Linked DNA regions of Zea mays: region 1 is linked to region 2. The links are chromatin contacts, called in public Hi-C maps. All regions are on one chromosome and are shown on one strand. The core of a region is the stretch at or near the end of the contact, and the rest is flanking DNA. Distances in the headings are between cores, read along the strand shown. Region 1 holds the start of LOC103640766. Region 2 holds the start of LOC100274153.

Region 1 (4,425 bases), core at 1,389-3,888, 180 kb before region 2:
CCTAAAAGCCGACAAAGATCAGAAAATGATGCTGAAGCTGCTGTCCATGTTGAAGAAACTGTTTTTCCCCAAGTGGAAGCTGCTGTCCATGAAGTAGGAGTTGTTGTTCCCCATGTTGAAGGTGTTGTCCATCTTGAAGTTGCTGTCCAAGTTCAGTCACCTCCCAAGTCTACAACTCCTAAGAAAATCCTATCGAAGAAGATCACACCAAGGAAGCTGAAGAGGATGTAAACCTTGTTATGCTGTCCAAGTTAGACTATATTTGGACGTGTGATGTTATCTTAAAACTTGTTATGTTATTGTTATCTAAAACCTTGTTAAGTTGCAGTGATCTTTTTCTTGTGCTTTCTGCTGTCATCGGTTTGAGAAACCTGGGCACGGTTGGGGAAACCTGGTACCATGTTCTTTTTTTAACACCTATTTCTTGCTGTTACGTTGTTGCCTAGAGAATATATCAAACCTGGGAGAGGAGAAGTTTGCAGGTTGGCGTGTGAGAAGGCTGGCGTTTCAGAAGTTTGCATCCTGGGCGCAACAGCCAAGTGCAATGCTGTCTCGTCTGTTTGGCCACGTTCTGATTTCGAAGAGGGGCAAAAAAGTCCAAGCAGGTGATCTTTTCTCTGTTGATGTATCAAATAGCTCTTCAATGGCATTTTGTCTGTAAACAGCGCGTGAGAATGGTGAACTAGCGAAGACCTTGTACATAATGGCATTTGGGCGAAACCCAAGTTTCATAATGGCATGATTCCAAATTTCTCTTACAACGTCAAGTTGTGTCCCCGCAGGAGCTTCGCCAACACAGCAACCTTCCTCGTCACCCATCAGGCCATCATGTCGGCGTTGCGCTACATCGCCGGTTCGCCACCATCACAAGCACCTGGCAAGTGTAGTCCTTATTTCCCCCATTTTAATTAACACAATATGCTTTCTTATGTTGGTTTGTATATTAGTTGCGTGTGAACCAAGAATTTGATCTCCAGATTATTTTCTCTGCTCAGATCATTTCATTCGTTGTTTGGAATAGGATGGCTTCTGGAAGTGGTAGTGTTTGTGCAAGCACGGACGCATCACCTGCCTCTCATGGAACACCGGTTGGTACTGGTCAATCAGCACCGAAGCCATCACTACCTACTGTGATGAAAGAAACGTCTACAAATCCCACAACAGTTGTTGGTGGTGGAGGCTTAGCACTTGTTATTCATGTTGATAAAAATGTCGAGGAACCATTAGAGCCTGCTGCAAAGAAAATGAGAGAGAAAAAGGACACATTGGAGGCTTGGGAGCACTTCACCAAGTCCATAGTGGAAAAAGGGAGATAATGGCAACGTTAGAAGGAAGTTTGGGCAAAATGCAAGAAGTGCTCATTCAAAACTCGTGGTAAGTTCTCAAAGGGCACAACTGTCTTCTAAAATCATATGAAAGCAAAGCACCAATTAACTAGAGGGCAACAAGAATTGCATCTTCAGAGTGGTGCAGGTAATAGCACAGTTATTCAAAATTTCAAGTTTGATCCTTAAGAAAGCCTAACTAAATTCTATAAGGCCATCATTATGCATGACTACCCCTTTAAGATGGTTGAACATGAATTCTTTGTTGATTTCATCGAGTCGTTGTGTCCACACTTTGCATTCAAATGTCGTACAACAACAAGAAGTCTCTACTGTCGTCTCAGAATCTGCTTTCAGCTCTAGTGGGCGCATTGTTAGCAAATTCCGCAGTAGTTTAGAGCCTGAGGTCGTTCAGGCTTGCATTCAAATGTCGTACAACAACAAGAAGTCTCTACTGTCGCCTTAGAATCTGCTTTCTGCTCTAGTGAGCACATTGTTAGCAAATTCCACGGTAGTTTAGAGCCTGAGGTCGTTCAGGCTTCGGTTGGCATCGCAAGGAATGCAAAATATCAGCTCCTACATTTGGGTAGAAAATACAGAGGGTAGAAAATGGTTTGCTCGAGCAACATATAAAAAAACTAAAAATATGCCAATCCCTAGTTCCTCGTGAAATCATCATGATAACAGAAAACAGGACTCTTGAAACAAAGCATTTCGGTTTTCTCACATACAAAAAATATGAAACAAGTTTCTTATCAGCCTTCATACAAAAAATATGAAACAAGTTTCTTATCAGCCTTTATGCAAGGCCCCAGAACGTTGTTCTTCAAACAGTTAAAACCATTTCAGATATCTAATCATGGACGATTAAATTCATCCTGGGATCCACTATACTATTGAAAAATCAATGTATGTCAGAACCGATCACACAAAACTATCCTGAACCTAGCCAGCAGTTTGGTGAAGCTGGTGTCTTCCCATGAGAGCAGCTAATCAGCAACCCAGGATGAATTTTATACTAGGATAATCAGCATCTTTAAATCTGCTGCAACGAGGGGCCAGAAAGCTCACCTGTGCAATCAAACTCCACTCCCGTCAGCGGAGGCAGCGGTGATCCGGATTCTACATGTGCCTGCGATGAAGGCAGGAGAGCACGCTCCCTCTTGGAAACGTACCTGCCGCTGGATGGAGATGCCAGCGGTGCCGCTGTCTTGAGCAGGGGCTGTTGCGGTAAGCAATGGGTTGGAGGGAGGTATCTGTGAGATTCCCACCATGGCCGCTTCAGGGGAGGTGGAGCAAAGAAGGCGGACCCAGTGGCAACCGACGTGGAGAAGGGTGGGTCAGCAGCATCCTCGTCGTCGGAGGTACCGCCGTACGCAGCAGAGAGAAGATCCATTGCCAGTCGGGGCTTTGAGTACCCTCTGTCCAAGACTGCGGGGTGTTCAGCAAGCTGGTTGCAGGCTTGCAGCAGCCAAGCCAACAGCAGTGCACTGCAACCTGCTGCAGCAGCCACAGACAATGTTTTTTTTTCACCTCCATCAATTTAAATTAGGGAAAACTGCAAAAACCCACTTGCAAGTTTGGGGTGTTTTCAAATACCCACTTACAACTTTTATTCTGTCAAACTCCCCCCTACAAATTAGGGAGGTCCTCAATCTGTAATTAATGGCTCAATTCACAGACTTTGGGCTTGGCTGATTAGCGGCTCTCACACGAGCGATGAGCGGCTCCTCCCAGCACCGCCAGCACACGAGCCGCTCACCAGCTCCCAGCACCTCTCGGGCACCTCACACGAGCGATGAGTGGCTCCCAGCACCGCCAGCGGTCCTCGGCGCTGGCTCCCCGGCGGCGACATCGGATCGGGCCCTGGGATCCCGTTGCACAGGCGAGCCCCCGACGCTGGCGCGAGCGGTCCTCAGATCGGGCCCCGGGATCTCGCCGATGTCCTGTAATGGAGCCGCAGCCCATCGGCTCGAACAGGCAGAAGGTTCGTTTTCCTCGCTTTTACCCTTGTCGATTCATTTTGTTCTCCCTTGCTGTTTAACTCGTTGTCCCTAACCCTAAACCCTTGACGACGACGACCACCGTGCGCAATGGCTGCTGCTGGCTCTGAGGACGACGACAATCTGTCCTCTCCTAGACCACAGGTATTTCCTTTGTATGCTTACTGCAGCAAGCGATTTTATTTGTTGTATCAATTGTTTTCTGCATTTTTTTGACTATGCAGATCCTTTGTATGGAATTTCAAGTGCATGTTGGAGTGAAATTTGATGGTAGCATAGATGGTTATTCTGGTGGAAGGGTTGGTTACATGAGATTTATGGAACCACAAGGGGTTGATTGGTTTGTAATGCAGGAAAATCTTGTGTATCATGGTTACGAAGGAAATACCACCTTGTACTATTTGAAACCTGGTCATACGGCACCAAAAGGCCTTGTTTTGATGGATAGTGCAGAACATGTACAACAACTGATGAAGGATCATGAGGGCCTAAAGGTGTGCAAATTGTTCATTTTGAAACCTCCTAGAATGTCAAAGACAGATGGTAGGAAAAATATCAATCGCAATGAAGGATATTCATGGGAAGAAGGTGAAGAAGGTGAAGAAGGATATGCATGGGAAGGTGAAGAAGGTGATGTATGGGAAGAAGATGAAGAGTATGACGCATGGGAAACTGATGAAGGGGATGAAGAATTGTATGTGGTCAAGAATAACAATGACTTGGAACAAATTCAAAAAGAGCCTGCAGGACAGTTGATAAATGAAATTGATAATGCAAGGTTTTATTTGTCAAATGAGGTAAATGAAGGTGGTCACAGTCCCGTAAATTCTGATGATGAGGGTATATATGTGCATAGGTCTCTCGGGGTAGATTATGTGAGGTTTGACGATGCTACCATGAGACACCCAATTATGGACGTTGGAACAGTTTTTACCGATGTGAAGCAGTTCAGATCGGCACTAAAGAATTTGATCATTTGTGAGGGTAGAGAAGTTATGAGGCCTAAGAATGATCCTGTGCAAGTTTCAGCAAAGTGCAAAACTGTAGACTGTCCTTGGTATATCTATGCCTCCAGACTTCCAGATGGTCGTTCCTTC
Region 2 (4,278 bases), core at 1,606-4,105:
CTGCAGCTTTTGTTCGACTCCTGTTCTATCTATGCCTCTCATTGACTCTGGCTTGCTCTAAGATGTAGACACCACATGCTAGGCACCGTTTAAGTTGCTTGTGGGGATGGATTGGAAGTTTAAATTTGCACTTTAGTGCAGGTTATATTTGACCTTGTTAATAGTAACAGTATAGCCTGCTGGATTCCGTGAATCGGGTTTCCTTCTCTCTCTCTTTTTTTCTTTCTAAAATGAACAATCGGGTTGCCTTTTGACCAGCCAGTATTTTTTTATATTTTGTTCTTGGAAATCAATGCGGTGTATAGATATGTAGCCAAGGCATGCCTATGGCTGTCACCAGCTGACCAGCATATCTCGCCTCCTGCTCATCTAGAAGGGTTTTAGTGGCGGAGCTCCATCTAATCAAGAGAAGGGGAGATGTGGTTTAGGGTCGGCGAGGAATGCATTTCATTTGTTGCTCCCTCTGGTCTAGAGATGGCAATGGGTACCCGTGACCCGATACCCGATGGGTATTTACTCTATTAGGGTATATATATGAGCTAAATATTCTACCCGTGGGTCTGTTATAGGGCAAAAATCTTCACCCAATGGGTAAACGGGTATTAGAACGTTACACCTTCACCCATACCCGTTAACCAACGGGTATAAAATACCCAATATAAACTTAGTCCAAGCATGATCTTGGACTTTAGTCATCCATCTTTTTTACTATTTAACAACCTTTTAGACCATAATGTCATATAAGGTTTAACGACAATATAATGACCATGTAATGGAACATTAATGTGCTATGTAGTACTGTCCTATTGTTACTATTTTATCCAATTATCTTTGGTGTGTTGAATGAATGGTTAATTTTTACAATGGTATTTAGATGGATATACTTGACATTTGTATAATATAATATTTTGATAGATGTTTAATTTTTGTGGGTACGGGTGACCCGATGGGTGACCCATACCCACGCGGGTATGGGTATGGGGGTAAATCCATACCCACCAGTGTATATGGGTGACCCGATGGGGTTATTTTTTTGTCGTGGGTATGGGTATGGGGTAATAATACCCGGTGGGTATTTACCCATTGCCATCTCTACTCTGGTCATGCCTCACCGTCACCGTACGTGTAGGTGTCCGTTTGCAGCGGATAATTTGGGAGGTAGTAATATATACAAGTTTGTTTGGATGTTCATGTATTTATCTTAGACCACACGTATTAGAGTGAATTAGAGTAAAAATTATTCCAATATATATAGAATAAGTGGATACATGTACATCCAAACAATACTTAACGTTCAAAAGAGGATTGTTTATAGCCATTGCCTATATGAGCCACCTTGGGGGGGGGGTCACAACACATGTAGGTGTCGTTGAGGGATTGGAGTTCGTTTGCAGCGGATAATTTAGGATGTACTAACATAACATGTACGAGTTTGTTTGGGTGTTCATGTATTTATCTTAGACCACACATATTAGAATGCAAACTATATGGATTAAGTTGGATACATGTACATCCAAACGAGACTTAAAGTTATAAAAGAGGATTGTTTATAGCCGTTGCCTATATGATTGTATCTCTAATACTAGATATTTGGCGTAGCATTTGTCTTACCATCTTAGTATGTCATTTGAAGTGCCTATATATGCAATGATAGATGATTAGGTTGCTACCCATCACATTTTTTGTCTTATGAACAATTACAGTTAGGGTACTCCCAACCCATAAACCACATAGTATGTTTATTAGTTAGGATTCAACTAATCAGAAATAAATGATGTGGCACTATATTTAAAGATAGACGAAGAAGTGATTTCTAATTAAAAGATCATGTCTACGTCCAATGGTTTCATCTGGTATCATTGGTATCGCATACTAATTTGAATTCAAATAGGGATTCGTTCAGATGGAACTTGACCTCCAATGGAATGTTTATTGTTCAGTCCTTGTATCGGGCATCTCTCAACAATGGGGTGGAGGTGTATAATAAGGACCTTTGGAAACTTAATCTTCCTTTGAAAATTAAAATTTTTATGTGGCACCTCAAAAGAGGTGTAACTTTAACAAAGGATAACTTGGCTAAGAGTCATTGGAATGGTAATAAGATATGTTGCTTTTGTAGCAGACCGGAGACAATAAAACACCTGTTTTTCAGTTGTTACAAATAAGTACAGGGTTGAGACCTCCTCGGGATGCTAATGATTTGTTTGGGGTTTGGGTGAGTGAGTTGCTGCCCAGATCACACAACTTACTATAACCGTTGCATCGGCAATTTGTTGGGCTATTTGGTTAAGTAGGAATGATGTGGTTTTCAATAAATCATCTCCTAAATCATGTGTATGTAACCTTTAGGGCAACATATTGATACCGCTTCTGGTCACACCTTCAGCCTAGAAGGGATGGCCAAGAGTTAATTAAGTCTTCATGTTGTAACGTGGAGAGGGTGCTACTACAGTTCTTCAGCAACTTTGTATTGGGGTCTTCGTGGCGTTTAACTTTGTAGTAGTTTTAGTTCGGTAGTTGGTGTTCTTTGGTGTGGTTATAGGAGGAGTCTTAGACTATGTTGCTGCTAAATGTAATAATTGGTCGTAATCTCATTTGAGGTCAAGGTCGGATGATATTTCTATTATTAAAAAAAAGTAAAGAAGAAATATGATAGGTAGATATGTGAAAGAGAAGATATGTGATTGGAGTTGGGCAATCATTTTATAGAAACTATACGCAGTGGAGCTGTCTCAAATATACGAGAGAAAGGATTATTACGAGCCCATAAAAGCCCGATAGGCCCAACTGAAGGGCAATCAGTTTCCAACCGCTCTTATCCGCCTCGTCGCTTCCCTCTCCTCCGCAGAACACACTGCTCCCGTACCTCGTCTCCTGCCCAAACCCAATGGAGGCCACGACAGCGCTCGCGCTCTCCTCCTCGTCCCTTGCCACCGCACGTCGCTCGCCGGAGAAGGCGACCGCTGCGTCCCTCAGCCTCCGCCGTTTCTCAGCTACCACCTCGCTCCACCTCCGCGCTGCCCGGAGCCCAGCGCTTCGCTCGCACCAGTCACCCTTCCAGGTCCGCTTCAGCACTCTCCACTGCTCCGCCTTTCGTTTCTTCCGTTCCCTCGGCGAGAATTTCGTATTCTGGGATGGAATCGATTTTTACCTGTTTGCTCTGTGTGAGGTCAGGGATGGAGGCGGCGGGGGAGGGCGGGCGGGCTGGTGGTTCGGGCGGAGATGTTTGGCCAGCTCACCACCGGCCTCGAGTCCGCCTGGAACAAGCTGAGGGGAGTCGGTGAGCATTTTTTGTTGCTTCCACGAATATGAATTTTATTTCCAAATCTCTCTCTATTTGTGATATTACCATAACAGGTATACAATATAATGCAATAACTGTGGGAATTGTGATATTATCTATTGGCTATTTTTTTCAAATGCTTGTTCGATCCATAGATGCGCCTGCAGTTCCATTTAGGTCAGTGATTCAAGATATATGGCCTATCTAGTCTTATTAATTTGGGCAGATATCAAAACTGTCTTTTTTGCAACAAAAGAAAAACCCATTTTTATTATACCAAAATTATCCATGGATAACTTGTGTTTCATTCTACTAGAGGTTACCAGCTGATATGCTCTTACATTGCATTCTTTATTTATGTCTGCATCCTCTATAACTCGGCTCAATTTTTCATTAAGCAATATGTTTTTTTTGTGTGGTTCAAGATGTATTGACAAAGGAAAACATAGCTGAACCAATGCGGGATATCAGAAGAGCACTTTTGGAGGCCGATGTATGTCTGATTTGTACTTCTGCATGATTTTTGTTTTTATTCTTTCTTCTCCCCTTCATAATCTGATGTGGAACCTATTTTGCAGGTAAGTTTGCCAGTAGTAAGAAGATTTATTGAGTCTGTAAGTGAAAAGGCTGTAGGCACCGATGTGATCCGAGGTGTCCGACCTGACCAGCAGTTGGTGAAGGTATACCCATATCGTAGAAACATGCCATTCTAGTATTGTACATGCAATAGACTTGTTTGACTTTGGCTTCTTAGCCATCTTTTAATTGCATGGTTACCAAATTTTTTCTCATTTTCCTTTCTGCGAGAGGCTGATGAATTAATGGATATGATATATTGTGCACATAGGCAATCCTATAAAAAGAATGGTGCTTAGCATCGACTTATTTAATGTGTTCTTCATCAGCTATTTCATGTGCTTAGAAGCCTGAGTAAGTTATCTCAATGATGCAGGTTGTGAGTGATGAACTGGTACAACTGATGGGCGGGGAGGTAT

What was found. Hi-C and Micro-C count contacts between places; a contact is called where the count stands out from the background.
Region 1: a Hi-C map of ear shows a contact between it and region 2, with 3 times the contacts expected there. The contact joins the promoter of LOC103640766 here to the promoter of LOC100274153 in region 2. A contact is called at or near these places in 8 of 25 Hi-C or Micro-C datasets (ear, leaf, root tip and 1 more).

The regions. Positions count from the first base shown.
Region 1 is chr10:5,530,859-5,535,283 of Zm-B73-REFERENCE-NAM-5.0, reverse strand. LOC103640766 reads left to right here and starts at 2,638. Exons shown (of 4, transcript XM_020545559.2): 1 at 2,638-3,472; 2 at 3,553-4,425. The coding sequence starts at 3,419.
Region 2 is chr10:5,346,295-5,350,572 of Zm-B73-REFERENCE-NAM-5.0, reverse strand. It overlaps LOC100274153, which reads left to right and starts at 2,855. Exons shown (of 15, transcript NM_001148531.1): 1 at 2,855-3,061; 2 at 3,175-3,280; 3 at 3,709-3,776; 4 at 3,862-3,963; 5 at 4,236-4,278. The coding sequence starts at 2,888. LOC100217297 reads left to right here. Exons shown (of 3, transcript NM_001143645.1): 3 at 1-202.